Linked DNA regions of Mus musculus: region 2 is linked to region 1. The links are chromatin contacts, called in public Micro-C maps. All regions are on one chromosome and are shown on one strand. Each heading gives the region's core, a stretch centred on a gene start, on an enhancer-like site or on the middle of the called end of the contact. The rest is flanking DNA. Distances are from core to core; before and after follow the strand shown.

Evidence for each region. A called contact is a pair of places that touch in the nucleus more often than the background predicts.
Region 2: a Micro-C map of the G1E-ER4 cell line shows a contact between it and region 1, with 4 times the contacts expected there. The contact joins two enhancer-like sites. A contact is called at or near these places in 3 of 484 Hi-C or Micro-C datasets (the AtT-20 cell line, the G1E-ER4 cell line and nephron progenitors), 3 of 115 datasets of contacts at active chromatin or transcription factors (bone marrow-derived macrophages, microglia and pancreatic cancer cells) and 1 of 9 other capture datasets (embryonic stem cells).

The regions. Positions count from the first base shown.
Region 1 is chr1:177,488,458-177,491,517 of GRCm38.p6, forward strand. No RefSeq gene overlaps it. Among named protein-coding and RNA genes, the nearest start is that of Gm29856, 34 kb to the left of the region's middle. Within about 2 kb of position 1,499, at least 71 of the 459 cell types and tissues checked have an H3K27ac peak or open chromatin away from gene starts, as enhancers often do. A contact at or near this core is called in the G1E-ER4 cell line, bone marrow-derived macrophages and microglia, where this site is marked.
Region 2 is chr1:177,701,111-177,703,928 of GRCm38.p6, forward strand. No RefSeq gene overlaps it. Among named protein-coding and RNA genes, the nearest start is that of 1700016C15Rik, 27 kb to the right of the region's middle. Within about 2 kb of position 1,486, at least 191 of the 459 cell types and tissues checked have an H3K27ac peak or open chromatin away from gene starts, as enhancers often do. A contact at or near this core is called in the G1E-ER4 cell line, bone marrow-derived macrophages and microglia, where this site is marked.

The DNA of each region.
Region 1 (3,060 bases), core at 249-2,748:
TTTTTTTTTAAGCACAATTAAATTACAGCAGATTTTCTTTTGGTAGACTATTTTTAGTAAAATGCATAGGATTAAAAAAAAAAAACTACCCAGTGCTAACAATATGCTCAATCTGGATGTGAAGGCATGCTGCTAACTAGGCTCGGTGACACATTTCGTTAACATCGTTTAAGTCGTGTACTGGCAGATTAATCTGTGAACAATTTAACCTTGTATAAATAAGTACGGCCAGACTCTTGATAGATACGCCAGGGAAAGGTTTTAAACTATTAAAAAAGTGAACAGACATTAAATAGTAGACATATTAGTTAGTCCATATAAAAATGCTGCGCAAGGGGTATTATAAAAGAGATCTCAGGATGGATACTCTAACACACAGGCTCAGGGAACACTGAAATCTTTGACTCACGTGTCTCCTTCATCTCCTCTGGGTGGGGCATAGTACTGAGGATTGGAGCCCTACTCCAGAGTCTGCTGTACCACCACACTGATCACCCGGCCCTTTTATTTTTCTCAGAGAAGATGGATTCTTGATATGTTGTCCAGGTTTCTGACTCTTGGGCTCAAGCAATCCTCCTACCTCTGCTATCTCTGCAGGTGGGACCATAGGTTCAAGTCATTTTTAATTTACATTAATGTAGGTCCTGCATCCTAAGGTAGTGAGACTGGGCCTTTGCATGAATGACGACATGCTTAGCAAAGAATAGCAAAAAGGTCCTTCCTTAAAGTGTGTTCTCTCTCTCTCCCTCCCTCTCTCTCTCTCTCTCTCTCTCTCTCTCTCTCTCTCTCTCTCTCTCTCTCTCCCTCCCTCTCTCACTTGTGTGTGTGTGTGTGTGTTCCACTGAAGAGAATTATGAGTGGGAAAATGCAGCCTACTGAGAAGCAAGTCCTCACTGGAAACGCAATGGTTGGCATTCCTGACTTGATTGATTATCCTCTCGTCCTCTCTTCTCCCTGCCAGGAGCATCCTCACCCCTGCCTAGGACCACAGAGCCATCCTCTCCGAGCTGCTCGCCAGAGCCGTTATCCATTATGCCATCCTCTCAACAGCTGTTTCTTGCTTGCTCGCCGTGCAAGGCGAGGTTTTTGTTTTTTTTTTTTTTAACATTTTTTTAAATTTTAAGCCGAGAGAGAGAGAGAGAGAGAGAGAGAGAGAGAGAGAGAGAGAGAGAGAGAGAGATGTTTATGTAGTTTTCATGATTTCATTTTGGGAAATGGCCGTTTCCATTATTTTATTTGATGCCACCAGCTTAAGCATCTGGCTGTCTCAGGATAGACTCTCAGTGAACCAGACTGGTAGACAAGGGTCCCTGACAGTGAGGAGGGCACAGCCTTCTCAGTCCTTCCTGGAATGTCAGCTTCACGGTCAGTATTACGCTGTGGCCTTGCTGGAAAGTGGGATGCACAAAATACACGTCTGGACCCCATGTGGAAAGCAGGCTGCTGCTTTCCTTCCCTTCCACGCCACCCCAAAAAAGGGAACCAGTTGGTTCTTAAAAGGAGAAAGAAAGGCAAAGCAGCCCATGTGCTTCCTGTTTCAAAAGACTGGGCACCCGACACAGAGAACTGGAGAGCCTCTGTCAAATAGAGACAAAACAGAAAGTTCCCACTTCTGCCTCAGTGTCCGTTCTAGGAAAAGTGAGTCTCGTGGCCTTCTAACCAGACCATTTGCATTTTTAAAAGAGTCTCTGAGTTTAAAAAAAAAAAATCATGCCAGAGTTTATCCAAGGGACGCATCTCTGGTTCTGGTAATTCGTTCTCTATCTGGGAGGCACAGGAAGGAGATTGTGTTTCCATAGCAGTCAGGTGACAGGACTGAATTCCCAGCAGACTGGTGACACAGATCTATCTATCCCAGCTGTCTGGGAGCTGAGGCAGGAGGGTCGCTTGAACACAGGAGTTCGAAACCAGCTTGGGCACCATAATCAGACCCTGTATCCAACATAAATCAATCGATACAGAAATACACAAGTAAAGGAGAGGAAAGTAATGAAGTGGGAATTAGAAGGCAATAGCTTCCATATTGTCCACTTTAATGATGCTTGATGAGCCCAGAAGCAGTGACACTGTACAGCCCGAGAAGCACAAGCAACATTGTCTGTAATTCCCCAGCCTTGTGCTTCTTACCAGAGAGTCTGAGTTCACCTTTTGAGTAATTTGATTGATATGTGAGGTGAAGATTTTTTTCCCCTCAATTTTCTTCTGACTAGACATCACATTTATAACCCAAACTTAGCGTTTTATTCCTTTGGGGAATAATTTTTTTTAAAAAAAAGTTATCCTTCCAAACAAACAAAACCAAACACAAAACCCTAGAATTACCACGGAAATGGTACTTGTAGTGCAGGGGTTGTGTACTGAAGTGTCAAAAACCAGATCCTAACCCTGCCTAGTTGACAAATTCTACAGCTGTCGAAAGGTTTAAAGCAATACAGATCATCTGAGCCAATAAGTTGATTTGGTGAGAGTGAAATGCTAATGAGCCTTTGATCTGTGCAGAGGCCGGTGAGTTAGAAACACAGCCTCCCTCACCCCTCATCCAGCCAGCTGTCTCACAAATACTTGCCATTGGTCACAGAGGGGACCAGGCAACCTGGGAGAGGAGATGGATCAGCTCAAATCTATCATCTCCCCACATACATCACTCAAGCGCTGGCCCTAGCCGTGACAAGCCAGCAGCATCCACTTCCTAGCAGAGATGCACACATTGCAACAGAGTTTGTTATTTTTGAAAGTTTTTTTGTTTGTTTCTTTTGGTTTTTGTTTTGTTTTGCATGTATGTGTTTTGTTTCGTTTTTTTGAAGGAGACTCTTTTTGTTGACCTGAAAATAAATGTAGACTGGTACTTACTTCCTGATTTGGGGTTTTTGAAGGTCGTGCGTATGCATGCACACAGTTGGTGGCTATGGAATGTGGCTGATAAAGAAGATAAGTATCAAGTTCAGGGAATACTTGCAGGTTGTAAGAACCGGTGGTGCCGATGAGGGATGCCAGGCGCACACACAGGGCATCGTGGAGCAGCTGGGCTCCGGTGGGGAGGCTGACATGGTCACAGCAGCT
Region 2 (2,818 bases), core at 236-2,735, 210 kb after region 1:
TCCCAGAGTCCACCTGTAACCCTAGTGCTCAGGAGGTCGTCGAGACTCACACAACAGAGGTGCTAGGAACCAAACTCTAAGAGCAGCAGGAAACCTTAACTGCTGAGCCACCTCTACAGCTCCTGCTACTTCTTTTATATAGATATAGACAATAAAGCTGTTTTCTATACAGTTACTCAAATAAGGATGTTAAGGTAGCAATAAACCATGCTTAAGGCTGAGAACCTATGACCTTAGTATGACGTTTCTCCTTTCCCAGAGGTTTCCTGAGAATCTCACAAACCAGTAACTTTTGCTAACAGTGAGAGCATCTTCATTTTCCATGCAAGCCTGGGACTCAGGGTGTCACCCTGTCAGCTGTAATCTTGTTCATGTCCTCCAGGAACTCACTACCCACCAAAACTCTGGATATGGCCGTTGTAAAGTAAAACTGAGCTCCATTTATCTATCTATCTATCTATCTATCTATCTATCTATCTATCTATCTATCTATTTACACTCCAGCTTTTATCCCCCCCACCCCCGAGCGCCCTCTTGAGACACTCACATTCCAGTGGGCCATATACTTTCCTCCTCTTATAAACCCCAGCTCGGAGACATATCTGCTCTGCATGAAATCTTTTTTACAGCGAAATCAATAGTACTGCCTCACCTGTGTGCAGAGCTCTGAAAAGAACTCCGGAGGCCTGGCGGCAGGACGTGGTGGCTCACTCCTCAAATCCCAGCCCTCAGGAGGCAGAAGCAGGAGATGACTGTAAATTCAAGGCCCGCCTGGTATACACAGAAAGCTTCAAGTCAGTCAAGGCTCTACAGTGAGGCTCTGTGTGAAAAAGAACACCATGGCTGCTGCAAGCAACAACATAGACATATACATGCCTCCTGTTCCCTAACCACTGATGACATCACCACCTCAGGCCTGTCACACAGGGACCCAAATTTAGACATGAGCTTTGGAGGGGACATCCTTATGTGGGCAGCATCGGAATCATGAGGGCATATGATATACAGTATACAGGGGTGTGACATGAGACAGGACTGAATACCCCAGCTTAGGGATGGAGACAGGGGACCGGCTGCTCATCTTAGCCTACACATTGAGACATTACTCTTAGAAATAGGAAAAAGGGGCAGGGTGAATAAGTAATTGTTGCAAGTAATAAGAAAGCTATTTCCTAATCTTAAAGTGACAAGTGTTAGGCAAGCCCAGTTTTACTAAGGTCTTGAGTTCGTTTGATAGTGAAACTTCCCAAAATGCTAAGGAAGATGGCTACCACATCTTCAGCATGCAGGGGCAGACGACAGCCCAACCGACCCTGTTCCCCCCTTAGTCTGACATCTTGCATGGAGGATAAGACTTTACTAAATCCTCTCCAAGTTCCAAGGGATCCTGTGAGAAGGGGGCTTTCACAGGGTCACACAGAGTTCTATGCTCTGTCCCTGAAGCCATCTAAGAACTGCAATGAGCCACAGTAGCCCCTGTGTGGCAGCCTGGCGTCAGGTCATGATTGAGAGTAAAGTTCTCCTTGCTTCCCTCTGTGGTTTTATACCCTGGGCAATGAACCAAGGGGAGCCCAGGAGCTTCTGCGAGGCGTTGCAGCTCCCACCCGCAGTGGCCCCTCTACAAAGGCCATGTCAGCGACTGATGCCTGCAGGGGCTCCTTCCTCGCCACCACCTCACTTGCTTCCGTTCTTCCCTAAGTCGCTCCATCTCTTCTCTTTCCAACTAGCCTGTCTTCCCACCCTTTGCTGACTCCGAAAAATGTGGGTCTCCACTCGGGCAGCAAACCACAAGAAGCCTCGAGTCTGCCTGGGCACAGAAGAAAGATCTCTTGGAAGAGTCCCTTGAGCACTAGTTTCTCAAATTAACAGGGTGGGAGAGAAACGAATCCGAGCAGCAGTGGCGGCAGAAAATGGGACATTGCTGCCACCTAGAGGCAACCAGCCTCAAATTCAGAAACTCTGGACCAGCCCAAGCTTGCTTGAAAGCCCTCCCTTGGGAGCCAGACAAGTCAGTAATGAAATTTCCAGGACGAGCAGGAGGCATCCCTGTCTCTCATCCAGCCATCGAATCTGTGGCTACAACAGTCTACAACAGACTTGAGAGTCAGTAGCTCTGTAAGGAAAGATGACTCGGAGACAAAGGGATGCATTTGACACAGGGACGAGAGAGAGGAGAGAGAGAGAGAGAGAGAGAGAGAGAGAGAGAGAGAGAGAGAGAGAGAGAGAGAGAGAGAGATTGTCTTGGGATTGTCAGAGCCTGCCCTGCTGGTCTGCACAGGTTTTCCCCTAATGGCCCTGGGATTCACAATACTCCAAGGAGCAAATGAATAGGGAAAATAGAAACCTCTATGAGGATGGCTTTGGCCTTCCTCTGAGTCCCCAGTCACTTCTGCCAGCAGCCGCTAGAGAACAGGATTTAAGTATTCATTGTTGTAATATTACATAATTTGTTTCTCTCTCCTTCCAAAAATGGAGTACGCTGAGCAGTTTTCCCTGAGTCACTGAGTCATGGAAAGTTTACCATTAGTTCTGCTTCCTTCCTAATGACTAACACTTTCTTAAGAAAGTTTTCAAAGATGGATAGATGACTCAGCAGGTGAAGGTGCTTGTGGCACAAGCCTGACTAAGTTCAGTCCCCAGAACCCCCTTAAAGGTGGAAGAATATGACCGCTGGCACACTCTACAGGGCTAAGGAGCAATATGTGTAATACATCTATAAGATTCCAAATGAAAAACACACTGTATTCATGCTATAGATTTCCAAGCCTTCTTGGATAATACCCAGTAAAAGCACAGTACAGCATGCAGATAGAAGATC